Linked DNA regions of Mus musculus: regions 1 and 3 are each linked to region 2. The links are chromatin contacts, called in public ChIA-PET maps. All regions are on one chromosome and are shown on one strand. The core of a region is the stretch at or near the end of the contact, and the rest is flanking DNA. Distances in the headings are between cores, read along the strand shown.

What was found. ChIA-PET counts read pairs in DNA pulled down with a chosen protein or histone mark.
Region 1: an RNA polymerase II ChIA-PET map of memory CD8 T cells shows a contact between it and region 2, with 64 read pairs. The contact joins two enhancer-like sites. A contact is called at or near these places in 2 of 484 Hi-C or Micro-C datasets (the G1E-ER4 cell line and bone marrow-derived macrophages), 4 of 115 datasets of contacts at active chromatin or transcription factors (acute myeloid leukemia, bone marrow-derived macrophages, memory CD8 T cells and 1 more) and 2 of 9 other capture datasets (adipose tissue and liver).
Region 3: an RNA polymerase II ChIA-PET map of memory CD8 T cells shows a contact between it and region 2, with 81 read pairs. The contact joins the promoter of Tamm41 here to the enhancer-like site in region 2. A contact is called at or near these places in 9 of 115 datasets of contacts at active chromatin or transcription factors (the 230-238 cell line, embryonic forebrain, embryonic stem cells and 4 more) and 3 of 9 other capture datasets (adipose tissue, embryonic stem cells and liver).

The regions. Positions count from the first base shown.
Region 1 is chr6:114,657,587-114,662,092 of GRCm38.p6, reverse strand. All of the region lies in intron 1 of Atg7 (autophagy related 7), which reads right to left. Among named protein-coding and RNA genes, the nearest start is that of Atg7, 17 kb to the right of the region's middle. Within about 2 kb of position 1,997, at least 144 of the 459 cell types and tissues checked have an H3K27ac peak or open chromatin away from gene starts, as enhancers often do. A contact at or near this core is called in memory CD8 T cells, where this site is marked.
Region 2 is chr6:114,903,695-114,908,003 of GRCm38.p6, reverse strand. All of the region lies in intron 1 of Vgll4 (vestigial like family member 4), which reads left to right. Among named protein-coding and RNA genes, the nearest start is that of Vgll4, 16 kb to the left of the region's middle. Within about 2 kb of position 2,508, at least 26 of the 459 cell types and tissues checked have an H3K27ac peak or open chromatin away from gene starts, as enhancers often do. A contact at or near this core is called in memory CD8 T cells, where this site is marked.
Region 3 is chr6:115,035,892-115,040,516 of GRCm38.p6, reverse strand. Tamm41 (TAM41 mitochondrial translocator assembly and maintenance homolog) reads left to right here and starts at 2,643. Exons shown (of 8, transcript NM_026894.1): 1 at 2,643-2,867. The coding sequence starts at 2,733.

The DNA.
Region 1 (4,506 bases), core at 748-3,247, 250 kb after region 2:
GGGAAAATGAGGTGTGTGAGGCTGCAGAGATGGCTCAGTGGTTAAAAGCACATATTGCTCTTCCAGGACTAGAGTTCTCAGCACCCACATGGCAGCTCACAACGGTCTGTAACTCCAGCTCTCCACAAGATCTGATGCCTTCTTCTGGTCCCACAAGGGCACTATGCTTGCATACAAACTAGCACACTGACACACAGAGAAAAATAAATCTTTTTTTAAAAATTGAGTTGCCTGGGTCCCATGTATCTTCCTATGCAGGGGACAAAAAACAAGGTTGGTGTCCAGGAGTCAGGAAGCCTGACCAGCAGCCCAGGTTATGCCGATGGATACCTGGTGCTACCGTGGGGCTGATGGCCATGGCTGCCATTCCCTGTATTCTTAAGAAATCTTTCCCCTCTTTGCTGGGACAACTCCCTTCTATCTCTTAGAGACCTTTATCAGGAGCAACACCCACCTCGTTGCCCTGGAACTCACAGGCTAGAATGGCTGACTAGTGAGCCCCAGGCCTCTTCTCGTCTTTGCGACCCAGCACTAAGCCCAGCATTTATTTTTACATTATTTTTTACTAGGCAGATGGGGTGTGAAAGTGTATCATGCCATGCACAAGGAGGTCAGAGGACAATTTGTGGGAATTGGTTCTTTCCTTCTACCTTGTAGGTTCTGGGACTGAATGAATGAGGTCGTTGGGCTTGGTGGCAAGCACCTTCCCACTGCTGAGCCACCTTGCTGGGTGGTGTCCAGTATTTTCACATGGGTTCTGGAGTGCAAACTCTGGTCTTCATGCCCTTTGCTAAGTGATCTTCCCAGATCCCTTTACAAAACCTCATAATTGGCCAATGGGAAGTGTTCTCCCTTGATGCTCATTCTTCCAAGCATTAAGCATCTTTCTATACACATCAAGCATACGCTATACATTGTATGCAGCCATCCAATGACAACTGCCATACCATCTACAGTAGGATCTGTGTGAAAAGACCTTTTCAGAATCTTTATTCTTTCCTCTCTTAAGCTAACCAACAACCTGTGTTTGGATACTCATTTGCTACTGATCTCCTTCCAATATAAGCTAAACACTTAATGTAAGGGGAGACAGGCCGAGGAGCCACAGCAGTGCAAAGGCCTGCACTCAGGCCTGCAGAATCAGATGTCCATAGCTCCCTCCCCAAGATCAGGCCCAACTCACTTTCCCCTGACTGTTCTCTGGTGACCTGCTGAGGTGGATCCCACAAATTTAAAAACAAACAAAAAAGCCTCTATAGCTTTAAGGGCTGGGAAGGTCACCATGAGTGACCACTTAGAATGTCGTTTACACCTCTGTAAAGCTAGGGAAGTACTAGGGAAAACAAACAAACCCCAAAGGCAATAAGAGGCATGCTAAAAGAGCATAAAAAGCACGTGGTTCAAACTTTTTATGGCTTATGCGGCTTTGAGAAAATCTGGTCAGAATAGAAGATCCTATTGACTTCACAGAGGGTGTGGCCGGGTTTCACTTTGTGACAGGAGGGTGGAACACCCACAGTAACCCAACAAAGGAATTTGCTATAAGCATCTAGGACAGGCTAGACTTCTGAGGAATCTAACAGCATGAAATCTAACCATGCATAAGATGGATGGGAAGAGCAGGGGACCTAGAGGAGGAACAAGTGCACCCAGGGGTGGAGTCAGTCTTGCCTCTCCCTGGCTCTCATTCCTCCTGAAGAGCTAGGCTCTGCAGCTCTGAGTAGAGCAGGAGAGACCTCAGCCTCTTGTCATCTTAGAAGCTGAACACACCTATACCTGGGCACTGTGATCAGACAAGGGCCTGATGCTGAGTGTGGGTCAAACCCAAGTCTCCCGATGGGACTGTGTTGCTTCTAGTGAAAGAAGACAGGCTTTGATGAGGGCTTGGCATGTAACAGAAAAGAATCCCAGCAGCCAAACCACAGCTAAGATGAAAGGAAATGACAGCATGGTTGGGCAACAACCTCCCAGGGCTTCATCTGCCACAGAGTCCTGGTGCTAATCTATCAACAGAGCCACACCCAGTGACTTACATGTGGGAGCACAGATGTCACAGCATGACACTTATCCAAAGCTTATGACCTAACTTACCAAGAGAAAGAAACTGGGGAGGTGAGATGGGAATAAGGAGCGGGGCGGGGAAGGCTAAGGCACAGGGGGTAGGAGGTAGGAGACAGGAAAAGGAGGCAGTAAGTGGAGGACAAGAGGTGGGGGATCGGGAGTCAAGGGAAAAGGGACAGGGAGTAGGAAGCAGGGGCCAGGGACTAGAGGTGGGGGCCTGGGCAGGAGGAGAACTGTAAGCAGGATGCAGAAGGATAAGGAGGAAGTTGAGGGTGGGGGTAGGTGGCAGGGGTGGTGAGCAGAAAGCAGGGGGCAGGAGGCTGGAGAGTAAGAAGTGGAAGGCCAGGGGTCAGGGGTCAGCTACTAACAGAGACACTGTATCATCTCTGAATCTTTCTAACTTGGTATTATGTATCTGTAACAGCAATACAGAAATAAGGAAATTGAGAGCAGGTTTCTTTCTGTCCAAACTGACTGTCTGTATGGACAGGCTTGAGGATGGTTTGGCAGGGCAGGAGTTACCCAGCACTGTCAGAGCTATCCCTGCTGATTACGTCAGCACCTCCTGGCCCTGTGCTCCACTGATAGGAGAAGAAAAAAAGGCTTTGGCAATTGTGTCAGATATGAGGAGAATTGTGTACATATTTTTAAAGATGGAAACTGTTGGGGCTGTTCTTGGTTGTCAACTTGAATTAACTAAAACCCAAGCAGCTGGGTAGGTACACCTGTGACTGATTTCTCTTAATTAAATCATTAAAATAGGAAGATCCACCCTAAATCTAGGCCACACCTTCGGTGGCTGCCTATATAGTGGACATGGAAGGAGGAAGCCCTTGCTCTCTGCCTGCTTGCCCTGGCTCTCACTGGCCAGTCTACTCTTCACTGGCCTTACAGCCTACTTCTTTGGGATTCCAGAGAATACTGAAGAAATATATACAATTGAAACATCATGGACTGAACTATTGAATTCTTAGACTTTCCATTGGTAGACAGCCATTGTTGGACTAGCTGGCCCATAGTCTAACCCACTGTCAATTGTACATATACGATAGATTCATCCTATCAGTTCTGATCCTCTAGAGCAGCGCGTCTCAACCTTCCTAATGCTGTGACACTTTAATACAGTTCCTCATGTAGTGATGACCCCCAACCATAAAATTAATTTTGTTGATTCTTCATAGCTGTAATTTTGCTACTGTTATGAATCATAATGTAAATATTTCTGGAGATAGAGGCTTGCCAAAGTGGTCACAACCCACAGGTTGAGAGAGAACTGTTCTAGAGAACCCTAACTAATATACTATATAAAGGATGTTGTAGAAATCTAATACAAATATTACCCCCAACAAAAGATTTTAAATACTGTTGATTTTAAAGACTGAAAAATTACTTAAAACTGAATCTAAGAGTTTTTTTTAGTTTTTATTTATACACATGTGTGTTTGCTGTGAGTATACAGTGTACAGGTGTTCAGGAAGCCAAGAGGAGGGCATCGCCTAGAACTGGGGTTATAGACAGCTATAAGGTACCACACCTGGGTTCTCTGCAAGAACATCTAGAGCTTGTAACCTCTGAACCATCTCTCCAGCCCTAAAAACTGGATCTTTTACCTGTCATGTTTTAATTTTCTTTCTTTCTTTTTTTTTTTTTTTTCAAGACAGGGTTTCTCTGTGTAGCCCTGGCTGTCCTGGAACTCACTCTGTAGACCAGGCTGGCCTCGAACTCAGAAATTCTCCTGTCCCTGCCTCCTAAGTGCTGGGATTAAAGGCGTGCGCCACCACACCCGGCCATGTTTTAATTTTTTAATGTTAAGGAATTAAATCTAATAAGTACTTTTTAAAATTAAAATTGTTTCATTCACCTTCCCTCAGCTGAGCACAGTACCTGGAGTACAGAAGACCCTTGACAAACTCTCACATGAAATCCACATTCTCGTCTCTACTCCAGGCCAATGTGCAGATGACGTACAGTAAGGCAAAGCCCATCAGAACCCAAAATGACTAATGTTGCCTGAGCTGTCCAGACAGGAAATGGGCGGCTCATGCCTTCCACTAGTGGAAGCATCTGAATGTCGCTTTGATGATCATTTGTCAAATGATGCTGTGCCTGCCACATCAGGGCTAGCAAGCTTTCCCTGGAAGTGGCTACAAAGTAAATATTTTAGAAACTGCAAGCCACAAATAGTTTGCCTATATTAATCTCCCTTTTTTCAACCTTGTAAAGGTATAAGCCAGAGGCTAGAGAAAGGGCTCAGTGGGTGGGGACACGTGGTTGAGCTGAGATCTCTAGATTCCACCTAAGAACCTGAGTGTGAGCACTGGGGAGCAGACAGGTGGACACTGGAAGTTCACTGGCAGGACAGTCATCAAAACTGGTAAACTACAGCTTCACTGGAGACCCCATTTCAAGGAGAGGAGGTAGAGGGTGATAGAGCGGGACAATCAA
Region 2 (4,309 bases), core at 1,259-3,758:
GATCCCTTACCAGGTACCTAAAGCCCTGTAGTTATTCAGTTTGTAGCACACATAGCAAAAGCTGAAAAGCTAACACCCACATGTAAGAGAAAGCGTGTAGGTCTGGTTAACTCAGGAGGAGTCTTTTTTTTTTTCCCTGAAGGAAATAGTATCTTCCAGACACAACAGGGCTGGTGCACATCTGAACTCAGAGACTATGGCAGTATGCACAAGACCTTCACAGATTCCAGCCAGCCAGGGTCCCACCCCTAAGTAAGAAACTACATGCAAATGGAAAAACTGTTTCCTTCAATGGCATGTCACTGGGTGTATCAGTCACACACCAGGGCAGGCCACATGCCCTGTGTTTGGCAATAATACAAAGTGAACTCTGTGGTATTTCAGAGACTTTTTGTTTGATTTTGCTTTGGTATTTTTTTGCCCTATAGGTCTTTTGGTTGTTTGATTTCATTTTCGTTTTTGCGTTTTTTTGTTTTTGAGGAGTTTGTGTGTGCGCGTGCGCGTGTTTCTTGGTTTTTGGTTTTGTCTCTTTTTATGAAAGAGAAAAAAGAGAACATATCATAAAATTGGCTGGTAGGGAGGTGAGGAAGAACTGGGGAGGGGAAGTTATATTGAATGAAAACAATTTCTTCAATTAAAAAATATTAAAAGGAGAAAGATTATGCCTGAGGTGTGTGGGGGAGGGGTGGTAATGCCCCTCTCTCAAGAGCTTACTCTAAGATGCCACTCTAAGATTTTGGTGCTTTCAAAATGAAATGCAAATCCCAGGCTTCCCTTGGATCCTGGCCTGGGCTCTCCACCCGCGTGCCTTTCCTTCTTTCCCTGAGCTTTTACTGAGATGTCAGTAACTGCTCAAGGGAAGGCTTTATCACTTTTTTCCTCTCCTTTTCATTAAAAACAGCATCATATTATATGAGAATTTTACTTTTACAAGTGTAATTATATTTTAATTATTTTGTGTGCATGTATGGCACACATGCTATAGCCTGGGGGGGGGGCTATTGAACCTGGGTAATCAGGCATGATTGCCAATCACCGTTCCCCACTGAACCATCTTGCTGGCCCATCAAGTTAGAATTTTGAGTTTGTTGTGACTAAGAAACAAGGTTTTGTGAACTGGGAGACCTCAAAGCAAGAGATGGCTGGAGTCTGACTTCATGGCATTCGGTGGTGGGTTGTGGATGGAGCTGTTTAGCCCTGGAGGTTTAACCAGGTTTGAGTGGAGCTGCTTAGTTCTGGTGAATCACGATAACTACCAGAAAGCTCACCTGGGGGTTTTGTTCAGGGTCATCATTTGGGGAAGTCAAATGACCCCGCTTTTCATTATGAGCGCTTGGCCCTAGCATCTCTAGACTGTACCTTCTGTTTTTAAGTGATTATTTTACAGTTTATACACATTTATCTTAGTTGAGTATCAGTCAGAGATAAAGGGTCTTTTAGGCTGTGTATGGTTCCTTACTCTGTCATCTGAGGCTGAGGCAGCAGGAGGATGAGAACTTCCAGGGCAGCCTGGGATGCGTAGGGAAAGCCTGTCTCATCCAGTATTTGTTCCCCAGAGCTGTGTGACACGTCTTTGCCACAGGATGTCATAAAGTCAGTTCCACCTGCTGTTGAGCTTCATGGTGACACACTGGACCCACTCCTCTGACGAGGCACTCTCTGCCCTCCAGGAGCAGGGCAGCCTTGGAGAAGCGTTCCTATAAAACTGAATGGCTTTCTCTTTCTAGATTAGTCTGAGGCCCGATGCACAGGTGGAGTCTGAAATAGCTTGTGGCTAGTGATGATTTTCTTTGGAAGAAGGAGAATTCAAATCACAGTAAAGTTGACTGTTTACATAATGGCAACCATCATTTGATTAGATCCACTTTCAGAGCTAAAGCCTCTTTCTCTCCATCACAGCATCTTAAAGTCTAAGTTTCTTGAAGGCAGGTCAGTGAGAGCAAAGACTGGGCAGAGAGGGCAAGGTGGTGGTCTAGGAGGAGGACACATTGATATGAATCTATACGTTTGTGTGTTCTCTTTGCCAGGAGCACATGTGCAGTGCTATGTGCAAGTCGGGTCATAAGCAAGTGTGCAGGAGAGTGAGGTTAGAGAGTGCTCCCTCTGGCTACAGGGCAGACGTATCTGGGGTGTCACCCTGGGACCCCTGATGTCTTTGGCCTTATCTTTATCTTGTTTGGCTTGGCTCATTCACCCAAATGTTGTGTAAAACAGTCAGCTGCTCGGAGCACTGGCTGCTGCTCCTCACCTCTCTTCACAGGCTTGATGATTCCCTCATATGTATCTGTGTGAGTGGCTTTCTGCTGGATGGATGCAGAAAGCCCTGGCGGAAGAGATCCCACGGTGATGCTTAGAGAACAGGGAGTAAATGGCACCCTAAAATGCCTGTTAGTGTTTTAAAGGCTCTGAAAACCCCATCTGTGCTAGATCTCTGTGATGGCTTGAACACTTGGTGCCCAGCGGGTGGTGTTCTTTGGGGAGGTTTAGGTAGCACAGCCTAGCAGGAGGAAATATGTCACTCTCTGGGCACAGGCTTCAAGATGAAAAGTTTCACCCCACTAGCTGTTTTCTCCTCCCCGAGTTCTGCTTGCATTTGTGTTTACAGATGTGGTCTCTCTGTTTCCTGCCTCCATGCTGTGATGGACCCTCTAGAACCTTAGCCCAAATAAACTGTTTCTTCTGCAAATGGCCTTGGTCAAGGGGCTTTATCACAGCAACAGACAAGTAACAATACAGCAGGAGGAGAACAACAGAACCTTTAGGGATATGACCAGGGGTTGCATATGTGTCCACCCATGTAGGTGGGCATTTTGTTTTGACTGGTGGTAGTGGTGGGGGTGGCATGGGGGTGGGTGGGTAATATGATTCATTTATTTTTGTATGATTTCTTTCTTTCTTTGGGTTGAGAAGAATTTCCCTGCATTAGTCATGTTCTGGGTTCAGCTATCATTACAGCAGCAGTGACAACAGCTGACATAGGAAAATGTCATGGTCCCAGGGGCAGTACCAGTGTGGTTTGTTATTGGTGTCTAGATGACGCTTTTAGTTCCCTGATGTTTTGTATAATTCAAGGTGGAGATAAAACATTTCTAAAAATCTCAGAAGCAGGCATCATCTAACCCAAAGCCGTGAACAATAGCACCAGACACTTTATAGTTGTGTTTCAGTTGTCGTGAAGCTAGGTTGTGGATCTCCAGATATAAGTGAGATGCACTACCATGGTGAATTTTCTAACACATGTGGTCACACATTGCTATCACAAGTGATGCTTCTGTCCCCAATAGATTTGAAAAATATTTTGGGTCAGAAGGTAAAGCCCTTGGCATGTTGGGATTCCAGAGAGACGCACCTGTCTAGATGTGTTAGCTTCTCAGCCGTGATAAAGCATCTGAGAGAACACGCTTACTAAGGAAAAGGTCTACTTTGGGTTTCAATCCTGGTCACTTGGTCCTGTTGCACTGGGCCAGTGGTGAGGCAGCATGTTGTATTGGGTGCACATGGCGGCTAAGAAGCCACACCCCCTTCAAGGCCCAACAACCTAACTTCCTCCCACTCACAGACTGGGGATCCAGCCTTGACCACATGGCCTTTGAGGCACTTACCCGAATCACAGCATTTGCTGTGTCTTATCACTCACTTCATAGCCACAGTCTGTAAGTATCACGTCATGGAAGGAGGAGCTTCCAGAGGTGAATCTTCAGGGCACTCACTCTGAGGAGGGTGGCAGCAGCTCTGTGGATGCTTAAACATCATTAGGAGGTTAGCCGGAAGAATGCCCTGCTTCCCTCTGAGTGTACCGAAGCTAATCTCTGCAGTTAAAGCTTCCCTCTATCCCTGTGCCCATCTCTCCTGTTTCTGTGGATTCCAAGACACTGACTGACTGGAAGTCACAGACATCTCCCCACCCCAACATGTTGACAGTGCTATGGCATTTTTGTGAGAGAATGCACCCATGTGGGGTGTATGGAGCCAGTGGGATTGGATATGTGCAAGGTCACTCTCTCTGCATTCAGCCACTGTTAAGATCCATACCAGTGGATCTGCATAGAGCAGAAAGGTTGCCGTGTTTGCTATCTGAGGTTATCTGCTGAAATACACGAGTGTGAGTATAGTGGGTTGTTCTAAGATGACAGTTCCAGTGGGAAACAAGGGAGAACACAAGAGTCCTCAGGTGCAGCCCACTGTTGCTTCTGTATCTCAGAGGATGGGGTCTGTGATGGAGGGTGCTGGGGATTGCTGCCACAGTGCCTAGAAAGCATGATTGAAGTGAGTTGAACCACCTGCTAGACCCTTGAGGTTAATAGTATAA
Region 3 (4,625 bases), core at 1,394-3,893, 130 kb before region 2:
GGGCCCTTGTGGGTGGGACCATCTCTGGGCTGGCAGTCTTGGATTCTATAAGAGAGCAGGCTAGCAAGCCAGGGGAAGCAAGCCAGTAAAGAACATCCCTCCATGGCCTCTGCATCAGCTCCTGCTTTCTGACCTGCTTGAGCTCCAGTCCTGACTTCCTTGGTGATGAGCAGCAATGTGGAAATGTAAGCTGAATAAACCCTTTCCTCCCCAACTTGCTTCTTGGTCATGATGTTTGTGCAGGAATAGAAACCCTGACTAAGACAAATTGGTACCAGAAGTGGGGTCTTCCTGTGACAACTTGACCATGTTTTGGGGAGGACTGTGGAAGGACTTTGGAACTTTGGGACAGAAGATCCATTCGGTGTTAAGAGCTCTGTGAGATGTTGTGTAGGAGCTTGGGAGATAATGTTGAGAATAATGCAGAAAATGGAGGTCTGGCTTGTGAAATTTCAGAGGGAAAATTAAAGACTCTTTTCAGGGCCATTGCTATTTTGGATTGTGACAATTCTGTGGTTCTGGTTAGCTGGGGCTGAAGAATCAGCTGTGATTAACAAGATACCAGAACTATTAAGGTGAAAGAAAACTTGGCATTACTGGGACTATTGGTGCTGGTTAGCTGGAGCTAAGAAATTAGCAGTGATTAAGAGGGACCAGCATCATTGAGATGATATCTTCTGGGAAGTGTTTTCTGAAAGCCCAAAGAAGCTGTGTTCCAGAGATAGCCAAAGTTGTACCTCTTGCTGCATCAGGACTTGGTAATGTGTAAGAGTTACCCAGGTAGTACTGGTTTTGAAGGCATGAAGTGGTCATAAAGAGCAGCTGAGGCTTGGCACTGTGAGAGGCCATTGGTGAAGGTGCAGTCTCAGTAGCAATTAATGTCCCAGGACTGAAGGGGTCATGCAAAGGAGTTGAAGCTTAGCACCATGAAGAGAGCCATGAGAGGCTATTGGTGAAGCCTAGTTACAGCAGAAGACAGCAGCATTTTGGAGATGCCAGTACCATGAATGACCACCAAGAACAGTAGCAGCAGTGGAGTACAGACATCTGGAGCCTAGAAGACAAGCTGTGTGCTACAAAGGACAGGGCTGAAGAAGGACTCAAGCCCTTGGAGGAGCCCAGAAGATTGTGAGTTGGATCCCAGACATTGGATAATTTTTGCTTTTGATTGTGACTGTGCCCTGATATTTTTCCCTCTTGAAGGAAGGAAGTATTTTAGTGGATCCCACAGTTAAGAAACTTTTAATTGTAAAAAGAGTTTGGATTTTAAAAGAGATGGATATTTTAAAGAGATTGAAATTTTAAGAATATGTAAAGACGCTCTTAGCGACCGGGACTGCTCTAAGGTCTGCCCCGCGCAGGACAGCAGACAGCGTGTTCTACCATCTTTCCCCAAGCCTCTGAATAAAGTGTTTAAACAAGCCCCCCCCCAAAAAAAAGAATATGTAAAGACTGTGGGACTTTTAAAGTTATTTAGATCTTGGGGATGAATAAGAATGTAAGGGTTGAGGCTTACTAGTGATGTGTTTGTGTATCAGGTTGACAAGGGGTCAATTGTACTGGCTAGTTTTGTGTCAACTTGACACAGCTGGAGTTATCACAGAGAAAGGAGCTTCAGTTGAGGAAATGCCTCCATGAGATCCAACTGTAAGGCATTTTCTCAATTAGTGATCAAGGGGGAAAGGCCCCTTATTGGTCAGACCATCTCTGGGCTGGTAGTCTTGTATTCTATAAGAGAGCAAACTGAGCAAGCCAGGGGAAGCAAGCCAGTAAAGAACATCCCTCCATGGCCTCTGCATCAGCTCCTGCTTTCTGACCTGCTTGAGCTCCAGTCCTGACTTCCTTGGTGATGAGCAGCAATGTGGAAATGTAAGCTGAATAAACCCTTTCCTCCCCAACTTGCTTCTTGGTCATGATGTTTGTGCAGGAATAGAAACCCTGACTAAGACACCATCCCTGAAGGGGCAAGAAGACTTCTCTGACTCTAAAATTGAATGCAAATGTGAGGGAATATTTATACAATATGTTTCCTTTTATGGAACATTTATTTATTATCAGACTTGAAAAAGACCTTTAACATGAAGAAACCACAGTCAGTTTCTAGCAATCACAATCCCCTGGGCCGGCATGTTTTACATTTCTTTTGTTTTTCTAAATCTTCAAATGCTCCTACAACTTGGCACTAGAGGTGATAGCTCCACAAGGTTGTGAATGAGGTAGTTCATGCTTTCATCTTAGCCCTTTGGAGACAGAGGCAGGTGGATGGCTGTGAGTTCGAGGCCAGCTTTGTCTATATAGCAAATTCCAGGGCTGTTGCACAGTGAAACCCTGTCTGAATGCTTTGAGGCCAGCCTGGTCTACAGAGTTAGTCCAGGACAGACAGGGATACACAGAGAAACCCTATCTCAAAAAAAAAAACAAAAAGCAAAAAGAAAATCAATATAAGGATGATTTAATTAATTAAATGGTTTAATAACCATTCGTAGTTTTAGTGCTACAAAGGATTTGCTAGGCTCTATAGCAGGTTGTCACAGGATAGACATGTAATGTGCTCCTCCGCCGGCTAGAGGGCGCTACGGAGCCTCGGCCTCCCCGCAGGTTGCCAGCTGCCCGCTCTGAAGCGCGCGTGCGTGGAGGGGCGGGACCGGGCGGAAGCGCGGTCCGCACGACCGGGAATTGCGAGCACAGGGTCGGCACAGCACCGTCTGTCCCACCGGCGGGCCAGCCCGCCCATGGCGCTGCAGGCGCTGCACAGCTCGGGCGTGGGCCTGCGCAGGATCCTGGCTCACTTCCCGGAGGACCTGAGTTTGGCCTTCGCCTACGGCTCCGCGGTGTATCGCCAGGCAGGACCCAGTGCCCACCAGGAGGTGAGTCGGAGGCCCCCTAGTTCCCCGACCAGTCCCATGCCTGGCACCTGTTCGCCCTCGCCGTTCCTCGCATGCCTTTCATTCCTGCGGAGCCCGGACACGCCAAGAGCCAATTGTTGAAATGTTCATCCTAGCAAAGTGTCCTTCGGTGTGAGCGGAATTTGGATTTCCCTGGTCAGGGTTGGCTGAAGGCTGCCCTCGAACTCACAGTACTGGAATTAAAAGGCTCGTGTTGTCACGCCAGGCAAATCTATATGTTTACATTTACTTAGTGATTATATAGCAAGCGCACCTGTACTTCTGCGCACACTTGAAGGTCACAGGACGACTTGAGGGAGTTGTTTCTCTCCTTGCACCACGTGGGTCGTGGTAGGTTGAACTCAGTTTATCTGGTTTGGCAGCAAGTGCTATTATATGCCGATCCATCACCAGCCTGAGCTGATAGGATAAGTGAGGCATGAGTAGTCTGTCTCCAATCTAAGTTGGGAGTGATGAGGAAGAGGTGGTGGCATTGCAGAGATGTAGTGGGAAGGGGGAAAAAACAAAGTAGCAGGTCCTACTTAAGTGTTTTCAGCCTTTGTCATTGGAGTTTTCCATAGCTTTTTAGCAATACAAAGACTGGTTTTGTCTGCAGGGATTGATTTCATTGGCCTAGGACTTTAGCAGTGTGTAAAACATCCCAGGTGACTAATTGGAAGCTAACTTTGAAAATCCCATCGAAAGATAAGGAGAAAATACGGAATGATCCGTGGGCTTCAGGAAGTTGATGGACTGGGTGTAGGGCCCAGGCAGGTAGCACATTTATTCAGGTCAGCACATTGAACAGGAATCTAGTTAGGATTGAGGCTTGTTACTCCAGAGTACGGAGTCTCAGTCACTGTACAGTAGGGCATCCTGGGTCTAGCTCCTGGCCAGGTCTTTCTTCCAGTTAAAATTCACCTGGTGTTTCTTGAATTTCTTCTACATCCTACCGATTTTCTCTAACAAATGGGAAAGTATGGATCATGGGCATATGAGAAATTGTGAGCTGTCCAGTTACTTCATATAGATTATCATAATTATACATTTTTTTTTTTACAATCATCCTTCAGTCAGGCATTGTGGTGTACCCACTTGTAATCCCAGCTTTAGGGAGACAGAAACCGGTGGATCCCTGGGGCTTCCTGGCTCCCGGCATACTTGGCAAGCTCCAGGTCAGTAAGAGACCCTGTCTCAGAAATAGATTAGATGGAGCGTGGGAGCAACAATCCGCGCCCTCTGACCTGCAAACATGGCTTCATATATCTGTACATACATGAAACTATCCATGTTACCTCCGAATCTTAAGTAATATCACCGATGGTTTAAGACCAGCCTGGGAAACAGCATTCCTGAACCTCCCGATAGACAGCTTGTAGGTTTTCAAAGAGGTTCTCCTCCGAGCTGACCTACACATCTCTCCCAGAGAGGACCCTTATTTCCTCTTCTTTTTCATTCTCTGCATTCATGCCAACAATTCTGTTGTGTTCTTCCAGGACGTTAGTGCCTGAATGGGCTCCCCTCCTCTGGAAAGTTCTTTAATGTGGAAAGTCGCCTTGATCTCATTTAGTACTGCATGAGTATGTTTTGTTAACAGCAGCATCAGACTGGGGGAGGGGGCGGGTTCTGGAACACGCCTGGCTCCAGAACAGGGAAGAGTTTCACTAACGTGACAGCCGTTTTCCACGCTTCCTGGGTTTCTTCTCCATGCTGTGTCCCCCTCTTACATTCCTCAGAACT